Regions from separate parts of the Mus musculus genome. Here region 2 is linked to region 1. Evidence: chromatin contacts called from public HiChIP or PLAC-seq data. All regions are on one chromosome and are shown on one strand. The core of a region is the stretch at or near the end of the contact, and the rest is flanking DNA. Distances in the headings are between cores, read along the strand shown. Region 1 overlaps Atxn1 (ataxin 1). Region 2 overlaps Atxn1 (ataxin 1).

What was found. HiChIP or PLAC-seq counts read pairs in DNA pulled down with a chosen protein or histone mark.
Region 2: a contact with region 1 is called in a FOXA1 HiChIP or PLAC-seq map of pancreatic cancer cells. The contact joins two enhancer-like sites. A contact is called at or near these places in 4 of 484 Hi-C or Micro-C datasets (group 2 innate lymphoid cells, muscle stem cells and uterus) and 4 of 115 datasets of contacts at active chromatin or transcription factors (cardiomyocytes, embryonic stem cells, epiblast stem cells and 1 more).

What each region holds. Positions count from the first base shown.
Region 1 is chr13:45,623,345-45,630,061 of GRCm38.p6, forward strand. All of the region lies in intron 6 of Atxn1 (ataxin 1), which reads right to left. Among named protein-coding and RNA genes, the nearest start is that of Gm34582, 100 kb to the left of the region's middle. Within about 2 kb of position 3,932, at least 46 of the 459 cell types and tissues checked have an H3K27ac peak or open chromatin away from gene starts, as enhancers often do. A contact at or near this core is called in muscle stem cells and pancreatic cancer cells, where this site is marked.
Region 2 is chr13:45,819,003-45,825,341 of GRCm38.p6, forward strand. The region is part of intron 3 of Atxn1 (ataxin 1); the gene reads right to left. Among named protein-coding and RNA genes, the nearest start is that of Atxn1, 140 kb to the right of the region's middle. Within about 2 kb of position 1,694, at least 78 of the 459 cell types and tissues checked have an H3K27ac peak or open chromatin away from gene starts, as enhancers often do. A contact at or near this core is called in muscle stem cells and pancreatic cancer cells, where this site is marked.

The DNA.
Region 1 (6,717 bases), core at 2,682-5,181:
CCTGATTAAGACACTTGGGCATGGAGCCCAGTAATCTGCTTTGACAGCTCCCCTAGTGATGCTGACAGGCTCTTCTGTGATGTCCCACAGTGCTGGGACAATACTCAGGTTTGCTTTCTATTGCTGTGATAAACATGATGACCAAAACCAACTTGGGAAGGAAAGGGTTTTCGTATCTCACAGGTTTTAAAGTTCATCATCAGGGATGCCAGGACTGGAGTTCAAGGGCAAAACCTGGAGACAAGAGCTGAAAATTGACAAGATTGTAGATCCTGGCTTGCTCCTTGATGGCTTGCTCACTTTGCTTTTATATACCTCAGAAGCACGTGCCCAAGGATGGCGCTGTCTACAGTGGGCAGTCCTCCACCAATTATTAATCAAAAATTTTTCCACAGTTTTAGCCACAGGCTAATCTTATAGAGGCATCTTTTCAATTAAGGTTCTCCTCTTTGCACATGACCCTTGCTTGTGTCAAGTTGAGAAAAACCTCAGCAGCACAGATGATGTCCCATGATGCTAGGATGTTGACTCATGGTGCTAGGATGATGACTCATGATGACTCATGGTGCTGGAATGATGACTCATGATGCTAAAATGATGACTCATAATGACTAATGATGGTAAGATGATGACTCATGATGCTAGAATGATGACTCATGGTACATGATGACTCATGACTCATGGTGCTAAGATGATGACTCATGGTGCTAGGATGATGAGTCATGATGCTAAAATGATGACTCATGATGACTAATGACGCTAAGATGATGACTCATGATGCTAAGGTGATGACTCATGGTGTTGGAATGATGACTCATGATGACTCATGGTGCTAAGATGGTGACTCATGAGTCTAGAATGATGTCCCACAAAGTCACCACCCCCCATCATCATCATGCAAGAACCTTCAAAATCTTAAACATTTTATCTGAGAAAGTTCACAAACAACCAATCTCATACTGACTTTCTTGATGAAGACTATTTTCTTAGGATAACTAAAAGACCACCCATTGCTCCAATGTATAACAACACATAATTTATAAAGTGACAGGATCATGATGTATTGTTTTATTTGTAAATGAGATTCCACACAATTATTTATCTATAAATACTTCTACCTAACTCACAATATATGACCAGAAGGGGCTTAAGACACTGCTAAAAACTGACTGGGTTTTAAAACAGCCTTAAAAAACCTCTTTAACAGTGCCATATATTTTCAATGTGGAATTCTAACAGGGAACTATCCCCTTTCCTGCAATTCACAGCCTGCCCTCCTCAACTCTTAACCTTTGCTTGGCCCCAATATCATGGCATTTCTTTGACTCAAGTCAACTCTGAAATATTGTTTTGTTTTGCTTTCAGACCCTTTGACAATTTTGACTGTAAAGGTTGCCTGTTACTTGGTTTGGTCTGGGTTCCTAAACAGGTTTCTGTTTTCTGAAATTCTCTGTTGCTAAAATGGGGCTGTCCATCAGAGACCAGACAGCCCATAGATCACTTGTGGTTATGGAAGTGGTCACAGGCCACTGTAGGTCTCTTTCCTGGTATCTGAATCAGGAATGGTCTTTGGCAATCCCATTTTCTCTTGGACCTTTCGGAAAGAAAGAAAATAAAACCTTCCCTTCTAAGAATTATTTTATAGAGTTGTCTAATGACCAGTAAGAGAATGGATGAGCCTAGGAAGTTCAGCTTTATCTACAGCTTCATAATTTTCCCAAACATGAAACCAAGCTCCATGTAATTGGCCCAGTGAACCATTCTTTTTTTTTTTTTTTCAATGATCATTTTGCTAGCCAAAGGAATACATGGGAGAATGTGAAACCTCAAGTACGTAGCTCAGACAAAATGCACAGAACAAAACACCATTCAGAACTGTGTTTTCCATGCTGACTCTCAAGGGTGGGCCTGAATTTGCTGATCCATGGTATGATCTGGTACGTTTATGGTGCCAGAGAGAAACAGTGGTGTACTGAAGGTGGCTTGTATTGGTCTGTGAGAATACTGTTGAACTCACAACTTGAAGGCAAACACAGCTATTACCAAAAACTAAGCTATATAAAATTTCTAATTTTAGTTAAATTATATTATAGCTTATCAACTCCTGATTTTTTATTCTATTTTGCAATTATTATTCAGTGAAGATTAATTTGTAGAGTGGTATAGACACACACACACACAAATTAGTATTGCTATAGCACTTGCATTTCTTTTTTCTAAACCTGTGTTGGTCATAACAGCTGGCTGAAATTTGTCCCATTAACAGAAGTCACTTCAGAGAAATCAACATAAGTATATACTATATATTTTATATAACTATTATTATTATTATTATTATTATTATTATTATTATAAAGCTGGTCAACGTACCATGACTACAGCTCAGACACATACCATTAAGCCACACTGTGCTGATCACAGCAAATTGATCTATTCCTAAATCCTCTCCATTATCTACCACTGAAATCGGTCCGACTCAGAAATGTGTGTGCCTGCAAGAACACTGACAAAGATACTATCTTTGAAGGGAAAATAAAATTCCTTGGAAGTTGGGCAATCCTTCACCAGGCGCACAGAGTTTCATGGATTACCTCATTCAGTACTGGTAAGCACTGTTGCATTTCCCTATTCTAATTCAACAGATGAGGACTGGAAGGGGAAGCGCTCTGTCCAGGGCCACATGGCCAGTGAGCCGCCCAGCCTTGCTAAGTCTGAAGGCCAAGCCCAGTCTTTTTTAGCTTCTACCACAGATTACTGCTTTATGTAAGCTGTTTTAGCAGTGTTTTTGTTTGTTCGTTTATTTTGTTGTTTCTAAAGACCCACATCTAGGTTTTTTTCCTTCCTTCGATCAGCAACGTAGCCAGTTCTGATAAAGCTACATCTACAATTTATAGAGAACAACCCAGGAATTTCTGCCCCTTCCTCACCACAAGCAGACATTATGTCCATACTGCTGTAATACCTAAAATACACCAGAGCCTGATACTCCACACCTCTGCCCCTAAGAATGCTGTAGGTGTGCGGGCATACAGAGAAAGCGATGCACTTTGGATTTGAGTGTTTCCAACCCAAAGAGAAGCATCTAAGCTCTTGAGCATAGGTTAGCAGTCACCGTGAGAAATAAGACTGGCCTGGCCCTCTGCCTCTGTGACTTCCACTTCTACAGATTGTACATCTATAGATTCAGTTAAGCACAGATCCCTCAGGGGACCTACCCTGAAGCTGCACAGTTGTTCTTATCATTATTCCCTAACCAGAAGTGTGACAACCATCCATGCAGCAATATACTGGATCAGGTAATACAGATCAGCCAGAGTTGGTTGGATGTGTGGAAGTTATATGTAAATTCCATGTCATTTGTTTATAAAGGATTGAAGTCTTCATGGGTTTTAGTTCCCATTTGGGGCAGGGTATAGATACAATTCTAATGAATATGGAAGGCCAAATGTAGGGATGTGTGTAAATATGTGTGTGTGTGTGCGCATGTGTGTGTTGTATACATACTCAATGATGGAAAAAGTGAGTTACAGGAACATATATAGGAATATGTATACACACATGCGTATGCACTCACATAAGTTTTTCTGTGTTTTTTAAAATATACATACTCTTCATAGAGAGGGGAACAAGCTATACACAAATAAAAGAACATGTATACACACATGTACACACGTACATACATGCACACATTGCACACATATATTTGTGTGGCTTATTTCATATGTATTCTCCATGAGAGGGAAAGTAGGCTACACACAGTGGGAACATGTGTTTTATGTTTGTGACTAGGTTGCTTGTCTCCTCAGGGACTTTCACAGAAAAACAAACAAACCCTCATTTCTCTTTATTAAATGGGTACCCATTCTACCCTTGCAGTATGACTATGGTGGCTTTATGACTTAACCCCAGGAAGAATGCAAAGAATGCCTGGCTGGCCATGAGCTTCCCCAGTACAAACACAGCACTGCTTATGACCTCTAGCACTTGAAGACATGTTTTCAACGTGACGCATGTTTGTTGGAGCCCAAGACGAAAGCCTGCCCAGATGTTGGTTTTCTTTGGCTCGAGGAGAAGTTCCCACTGATTGATCGATACCAGCCTTTGGGCCCTGTGGCTGGGGTTCACTTCAGTCCCAAGAGCCCGGCTAGAGTTGAGCCCTTGAGATGTTTTCTCAATACGCTAAGCAGAGATAACTGTAACCAGTGACAGATAAGAAACCCATCTGTCCCCTGGTCAGGCCTTTTGAGGCTTGTTATGTGACTGACCTCATAGCTGGAAAGTGTTTTGGAGACCCTGGATGGAAACATACCCACGTCAGTGAAGTGCTACAGATGGATTCTTAGAGGTTACCAGTGGCTGTCAATACTGTCATCTTCATGTTAAAGGATGGCACTTCTGGTTGACCTTGGGATACTGGTGGGTGTGGGGTAACATTTAGAATGAGTGATGCCAGGTTCCTTGGACAACATGTTCTTGGGAGGAATGTTCCCTGACGGTCTATTAAAATTTCACATTAATGGGTCTGATTGCCAGTCTCCATGGGGACACCTTAAAGTAATCAGGCTGTCAAATTAAAAGCCAAGCAAATAGTTTCTCTGCATTCTAAAGATGGAGCTAATGCTGGGGTTACCATTCTGCCTCATGGTTCAGGAAGACATGAGATAGAGGTGGTCACTTCATGACAGGGATCACTCCAGTCCCTTCCTGCTCAACTGTGATGTTCTCAATCGAGAGAGGTTTTATTCTTTAAGGGATATTTGGCTGTACTTCGCTTTTGATTATCACAACTGCAAGGTGCTGCATTATCTAGCTGATGGGCAAACAGGACCTTCCTCTCCATTTCTCCATCTCCCCATCTCCCCATCTCTCTCTCTCTCTCTCTCTCTCTCTCTCTCTCTCTCTCTCTCTCTCAGGTATGCGTATGGCTCCAGGTTTTTCTCCTCTATCTGCATTCACAAGTCCCTTCTTTCCTGGCTTAAGATGCCTGGACCACACAGCCACTTGCTTTTGGGGCTTTAAATGCCATTCCCAAGCCATTGTCTGACTTCGCAGATGGCCTGGGTCGGAAGCCCTCCTCTCATTTCTCCTCTGAGTGGAATTCCTCAGTGAATACGTATTACGACATTGTTAGGGTTAGAGACTGGAGCTGCATTTATGCACGCCTTTTGCCAAGACCCCAAGACAGACTTGGAAAGGTGTCACTGGGCTTCTTTGTTCCTCTTCCCAATGTGGCCACATTGAACCAATCTGCTTTTCACTATTGATTGTGCCTTTAATTGGCCTAATGAGTGTGGATGGCCGGGCCTGGCTTGTTCGGGTGGCCAGGGCCCAGGCTCTGACTCTGACCATTGTGGTAACACATGCGGATGGGAATTCCACACACAAGGACTCCTGAGCATTTAACCTTTCCTATAGTCCCTTTCTTCTCACTTCAGAACATGCATTCATTCATCCAACATTAGTGGAATGTATCTTTTATACCTGTTTCTGGGCTGAAGATTTTTAAATGAATATATTTCCTTGTTCTCAAAGAGCTTCACATTTAGAAAAGTTGCGGTTCTTCTTTCGGCGCTAGGAGTGGCACCATGGAGACCAGCATCCAGTGTTACAGGGTAGAGAAAGTTCCAGGAAAGCCATGGACTAGAGGTTGCTGCTTTTTGATGGCTAAGCACTCTAACACGTGGGTCTGAGTACTGGCACTGAGCCATGGACACAAAGGAAAATAAAAACATCTTAGTAAGCCCCTCCAACTTTTACATGACTACCCCTGATTCCAAGTTTATATTATTCTCACTTTGGCATGGTAAACTGTCTTTTCTCTCTTCCAAGAACTGAGAAAGTGATAGAAGAGGGAAGACATGCATCTGTGAATTCTCATGAGGAATCTTGTTTGTTCTGAGAGAGGGTCTCACATTGAACCCAGAACTGTCTAGAATCACCTAGATGAGTTGTGGCAATCCTCCTGCTTCAGCCTCTTATGCACCGGGGTTAAGATTTGTGCCACACTACCCCTTGTGACTCCTATTTGTCTTCTAAAAAGTCGTTCTTAAACTCTAGTGTGGTAACATTGGCTCTTGCATTAGTTTTCTAGAGTCACAGAACTTATGGGTAGTCTCTATATAGTAAAGGAGTTTGTTGATGACTTACAGTCTACAGTCCAACTCCTAACAACGGTCAGCAGCAGCTGTGAATGGAAGTCCAAGGATCTAGCAGTTGCTCAGTCCCACAAGGCAAGCAGGCAAGGAGAGTCTTCTTCCAATGTCCTTCTGTAGGTCTTCAGCAGAAGGTGTAGCCCAGATTAAAGGTGTGTGCCACCTCACCTTTAATCCCAGATGACCTTGAATTCTCCCTGTTTTAATCTCCTGGAATTCATAGCCACTATGCCTCAAGCTCTCCATATCAAGATCCAGGTCAGAAACTTCTATCTCTCAGCCTCCAGATTAGGATCACTGGTGAGCCTTCCAGTTCTGGATTGTAGTTCATTACAGATATAGTCAAGTTGACAACCAGAGATAGCCACTACAGCTATGTAAGAGGTCCTTTATTTGGAAATCCTCCTGCCCCTGCACAGTGAGATAGCTTTCTCTGGGGACTCTGTTCCTTGATTTTATCTTTCTACCAATTTTCCTGGTCAGTTGGCTCCATATTGAGAACAATTAACGGATGCTAAGCTGTGTAAGGGTAGTGGAGGAGGCTGACATTAATGAAGGCTTGGGT
Region 2 (6,339 bases), core at 444-2,943, 190 kb after region 1:
TAAATGGAATTGATAATATAAAATATTAACTATAGATAGATAGATAGATAGATAGATAGATAGATAGATAGATAGATAGATAGATTGACAGATAGTTACTATTTTGATTTTAAACTTTTACAGTAGAATGAACCCATGGCTTATTTAATTGCCAGATGAAAATAGAAGTCTCCAAAGGCTGAAGATATAAAGTAGTAAACACAGGTTTTTTAAAACACATACACACACACACACCAGCCAAGATGGAGACCTTCATTTCTGAGGATCCTAGGACCCTGAAAGGCATGAACAGCATAGAGAGGCAAAGTAGTAGCTCACACATGTTATCCATACACTTGTGAGTGTGAGTCTGAGACTGAGAAGTTAAGTAGAAAGCAGGAGGATTGCCCCACGTGTAATAGAAACCTGGAATATGTAGTGAGTTCAAGGGCAGCCTGGGATACAGAGTGAAGAAATGCTTAGTGAAAAAAAAAAAAAAAAAAAAAAGGACTAGACAGGTGGCTCAGCAGCTAAGAACACTTGCTGTTCTCCCAAAGGACCCAACTTTGATTCACAGCACCCACATGGTACCCTAATCTGTAATTCTGGTTTTAAGGGTTCTGAAACCCTCTTCTGGATCCCATTGGCACTGCATATAGGTGATACCCAGTCATGCAGGCAAAACACACACAGTCACATACACATATACACATATATACACACATTATATATACATACACATGACATACATATGTACACATACATATACATACATACACACACACATATATATATATATGCACATATATCCATATCCATATACACACATTATATAGGCATACATATACACTATGTATATATACATATATACATATGTATATATATATATATATATATACACATACACAATCCTAAACAGAACATGATTCTTTGCTATAAAGGTGAATTCAAGGAATTAAACAAATGATGATTTGATTGTATGAAAAGAAGATCCTCTACGCAGCAGCAAATGAATATATATATATATATATATATATATATATAGAGAGAGAGAGAGAGAGAGAGAGAGAGAGAAAGAGAGAGAGAGAGAAGAGGGAGGAGGCGAAAAAGCAACAGATAACATGAAGCCTTTAACAGAGCCATTCTGAATAGTGTTAAGTCAAACCAGGTCCAAAGATGTGACTGGCAGAGAAACCAGGTAACTCAAGGAGCATGGGCTGCTGATAACCAATTGGCTAACACAAGACCTAAGAATGAGTTTCAGCATACAGGGAACAGATGGCTCTACAGCTAGGTAAACAAGTTCTTAACCTGTGTGTCTCTGCCACTTAGGCGTTTTTGTTTTTTTTAATCAGATATCCTGCATATAAGATATATACATTACAATATCAAAATCACAGGCATGAGATAGCAACATGACAGTATTATGTCTGGGGGTCACCACAACATGAGGAACTATATTAAAGGGTCACAGCATTAGGAAGGCTTTGAACCACTAGTATAGAGGGAGATTAGCTAGGCAAAAAGAATGGGCTCTATCAAGGGTACTGGGGCTTGGTCTGGGTCTGTCTGGGGCTAAGTGATTGTGGAATTTGCCTGGCTCCTGTGAGCCCCTGGGCCTCCCCCTCTGCACCAAATCAAAAGGAGCCAGGAAGGGATTTGGTACAGCCCAGTTAAGGACGCCAGCATTTATCCAGCCCACTGGCCAGCCCTGCAAACATTCCAGGAGGAGTCTTTGCAGTGACTCATCCGGACCTGAGGCTCCACTATAAAGGGTGACCACCTCAGCTTCTAACAATAGTTGTTTTATTTTTAACTTCAAAGCTGGCCCTTGTAACCCAGAACAAACAAAAGAGAATTACAAGAGTAAATGCTGCATGCATTGCTAACCGTTTCCAGACATCCAGGAGAGGCCCTCGTCTGCTTTTTCCTCTTCCCTGTTATTTCAGTACATCTCACAATGTAGAAAGTGACAAATGAGCGCGGGTCACATGTCAGCACCGGCTCAGACCCAAGGTCATTAGACGCCATTCGACGAGGCATGATGCGACATACATTGCAGAGATAATGCTACCCCGTGGATCACCTGGGAACGCTTCCTCCTTGAAACAGGTCTGCAGCTTTTGCATACCAACAGAGCTTTAGAGCCTAGACAATGCCAGGAGCTAGCCTCCAGTGAGCTACAGAGGGCTGGCAGCAACCCAGGCTAAAATGGGGGCGAGCAGCGGGGAGACCTTTGAACATGCAAATAGAAATGATCCTAAACAGAACATGATTCTATGCTATAAAGGTGAATTCAAGGAATTAAACAAATGATGATTTGATTGCATGAAAAGAAGATCCTCTATGCAGCAGCAAATGATGGATAGCAAAATGGAGCTGTCGGGCAAATGGCCCTGATGACAGACACAATGACTTTGAATTATAGTCCCCATTACTCACAAGCTGAGCAAATATGGTCAAGTTATTTACACACCGAGCCTCTGTTGTTTGACTCTGCAGAACGTAACTAGTATTAGCACAGAATTACTGGGCCAATTGAATGGCACATACACTCGGTATATAATTATTGTGCCTCCAGACACATGAAGTCTAGATCCAAACTCTGGAGATACAGGTTTGGAAGAAATAGGTACTGCTTTGCTTACATAGACTGTTAAGCTTCTCTCGAATAAATGGAGATGACCGAGTATCTGTCCATGCAGCAGTGAGAAACTCAGCCAGTTGAAGGGATACCATGACCAATGCAAGTCTTTTAAAGGACAACATTTAATTGGGGCTGGCTTACAGGTTCAGAGGTTCAGCCTGTTATCATCAAGGCGGGAGCATGGCAGCATCCAGGCAGGCATGGTGCAGGAGGAGCTGAGAGTTCTACATCTTCTTCATCTGAAGGCAGCTAGTGGGAGACTGTCTACCAGGCAGCTAGGACTAGGGTACTAAAGCCCCACTCCCACAGTGACACTCCTACTCCAACAAGGCCACACCTCCTAAGAGTGCCACTCCCTGGCCCAAGCATATACAAACCATCACAGGGTGTAATACTGGAACTTGGCAGAGGGTGTTATGTTAGAGTAAGACAAAGATCCTGTGGCAGGATCATGCATCTATCAAGTGGGATATTTATAAAGACATTATCTCAGAACCTAGAAAAGCATGTGCTTTGGGTTATGTCCTGATGATGCTGATGTTAGTGATGCTGACTGAGGGGATGCTGATGGTAATAATGCTGATGTTGATAATGGAACTGATGATGATAATGATGTTGATGGTGATAGTAGTACTGATGGTGGTGCTGGTAAGGACAGTGGTGATGGTGGTGATGTGTTGATGGACTCATCACAGCCCAACCGGCAAATCACAGAGCTAGAAGAGGCGTGGACCACGTTAGCTGAAGCGGTGAGTGACATGATCAGTGCCGAGCCCATAAAGCACTGATTAGGACGCTAATTTTCATTTATTAAAGCTTGCTGCTCTATTTTTAGATACAGCCTTCAATCTACCATCATTCACGAAAAGCTCCTCTCCAAATATTCTATTTCAGGAATGAATGTAATTTTTTTTTAAAGATAAAAATATTCTGCGTGCATGAGTTCCTTTTTACCCAGCCATCTTTCTGTTGGTTTGCAGCCTGCCAGCAGAGTACATGTGATATTTTAGAGACTTTCTGTGCAGGGCACTTGGAAAAAAATCACATGTGAACACTGAAATGGCAGAAATAGCTGGTAGCTTTCATTTCCATAGATATTCTCAAAACAGAGGGATATGAATTTTAATGGAAGCCGCTGTAAGCTTCCAGGCTTTTCCTACCTGTCTCAGGGCGAAAAGTGAGTTGTTTAGTCACATATATATGTATATATATTCACAGTGTAAAAGATTTTTTTTTTGTAACTTATATCCTTGTGGCTTAATACTGGCTTCTTGTGATTTTTCTGAATTGCTAGCCACAGATTATCCAATGTTCGTATTGTATAGTATCCTTTTATTTGATTGTATATCATAATGTGCTTTTTAATATGTTTGTGTGATATATATATATATATATATATATATATATCACTGAACAATAGTTTGGTCAAACATACATATACATATACACATATAGATACAAGCATGCCATAGCATAGAGGACAATTTGTTGCAAGCGGCTCTCTTTTTCTCCCGAGTGAGACCCAGAGACTGAATACTGGTCTTCAATTTCGTAGCCTTACTTTCTGAGCCATCCCAAGGCCACATGCTTGTCTTCTGTTTACTCTGCTAAACACTCAGCTTGGCTCTGAATTTTGAAATCATTAACATAGTTAAGATTGTAATGAACACCCTCCATGGCTTATAGCACACACACATAGTGGTTTTTCAATGGGAAATTCTACAAGGAAAGCTGTATAATTAAAATGCATATGTGCACGCTTATATTTCCTGGAAAATGCCCACTTTCCTAAATAACTACACCAACGAATACCTTTCCCAGAAGCAATGAGACATAAATTGCCACTTTTCTTCCTTTTTAAAGATGACTGTTTCCCACGTTTATCTGCTTTGAATTTTTGAGACAGGATCTTTCAGCCTAGGCTTCCTGCCTCTACCTTCCAAACCCTGAATGACAGGTGTGGTTCACCATGCCTGTACCATACCTGTGGTCATTTTTCATAAAGAGATCTGTTTATTTTATGGGAATCACAGACCTCAAATAACTCATGTACCAGCATGGCCAATAGCTCTGTCAAATCATGTAGGAGGTGCAGAGGTTCTGTGTTCATAAATAAACTCTAAGGGAACCAGGAATGCTAACACACAGACTGTCACATCAAAGGGAGAGATGTATAACCTATTTTCTGCTTAGGAGGCTGGAAGCAGATATGGTTAATTAGCCTGGTGACCCTTATGCTATCTGTGTGGCCAGGCTATGCTGGATCCTCCCTCCGACTCTCGTCTTGAGTTTGTTTTTCTCAATCTTTAGAGCCCACCTTTCTAGACGATGTTACTTGCACTTTATAAGGAATTTCAACATAGTCATATCTTAAGCTTTGTGGTGCACATGGGACTGAGTTAATTATTGCCAGGAAATTATTTTTCCAAATTGTCCTGTGCTTAAATATGCCTATTGGAGGTCAGCGTCTTGAAGTCTGCACCAATACCAGCTACCGAGCCACGCTGAATCTAATTGCCTTCTTGATCCTCGATGATCAACAGTTTGCTGGCTGTGGTGTTTGCAGAGACCCCTGCAAATTCAAATCCTGTCCTTGCATATGGGTCCTCAGAGCTCACTGGTCAGCCAGGCCAGAGGTCACTTGACATTAGCCAATAGTCTCCACAGCATATATGGGCACACGTTCCTATGCACATGCTGACACTACACACACACCATATGCACCATCAAGTCACTCCTGGCCGCAGGAAATTCATTTCTGTTGATTCTCTAGCATACATATCAGAACAAGTTGTGAGCAGCAACACCGTCACAAGAACAAGAGGCGATTACATATCGCTGGCTGTGGGGAGGAAGATGGCATCGCTTAAATGAAAAGAAACATGTAAATCAAACATTGTGGGCCTCCCTCCGAATTGATTAGAATAATGTGAGCATAGTCTGGTCACTTCCCAACCTTCTGCTCTTGTTTACTTCCTAGCATTTTTCTAACTGGACTTGACAGATAGTAATCACATATTCAGGAGGCAGGGAGAGGGTTCACAGGATAAAACTGTTTGCTGAGCCAGCACGAGCACTGGAGTTAAAATCCTCAGCATCCACATATGAAGTCAGATGCGCTCCTCTGCACACCTGCAACTGTAGCCCTTCAGGAAATCACCGAGGAGGGTTGGCCATCCGCCTACGTGCAGGTTCAATGAGAACCTCTGTCTGAAGGCAATAAGGTTCAGAGTGATAGAGCAGGGCACCTGGCGTCCTTCTCCGGCTTCTGTGAACCTACATACACACCTGAAATCACCACACACACATACACACCCTACATACACACACCATATGAATATTCACACCTCACATACATACATACATCACACACACATACACACACCACACATCTCATACATGTACACATTTACATTATTCAACACATCAAATATACAGAATATATATATATATATATATATATATATATATATATCACCATATATTCATACCACATGTATGTATAATATGGACATGCCCCACACATACATACACTATATAAGCACACACACACACACACACTGTAGTGGCCATTCCTGGTTGTCAACTTGACTATATCTGGAATGAACTACAATCCAGAATTGTAAAGCTCACCTGTGATCCTAATCTGGAGGCTTGGGAGATACAAGTTTCTGACCTGGATCTTGGCATGGAGATCTTGCAGCATAGTGGCT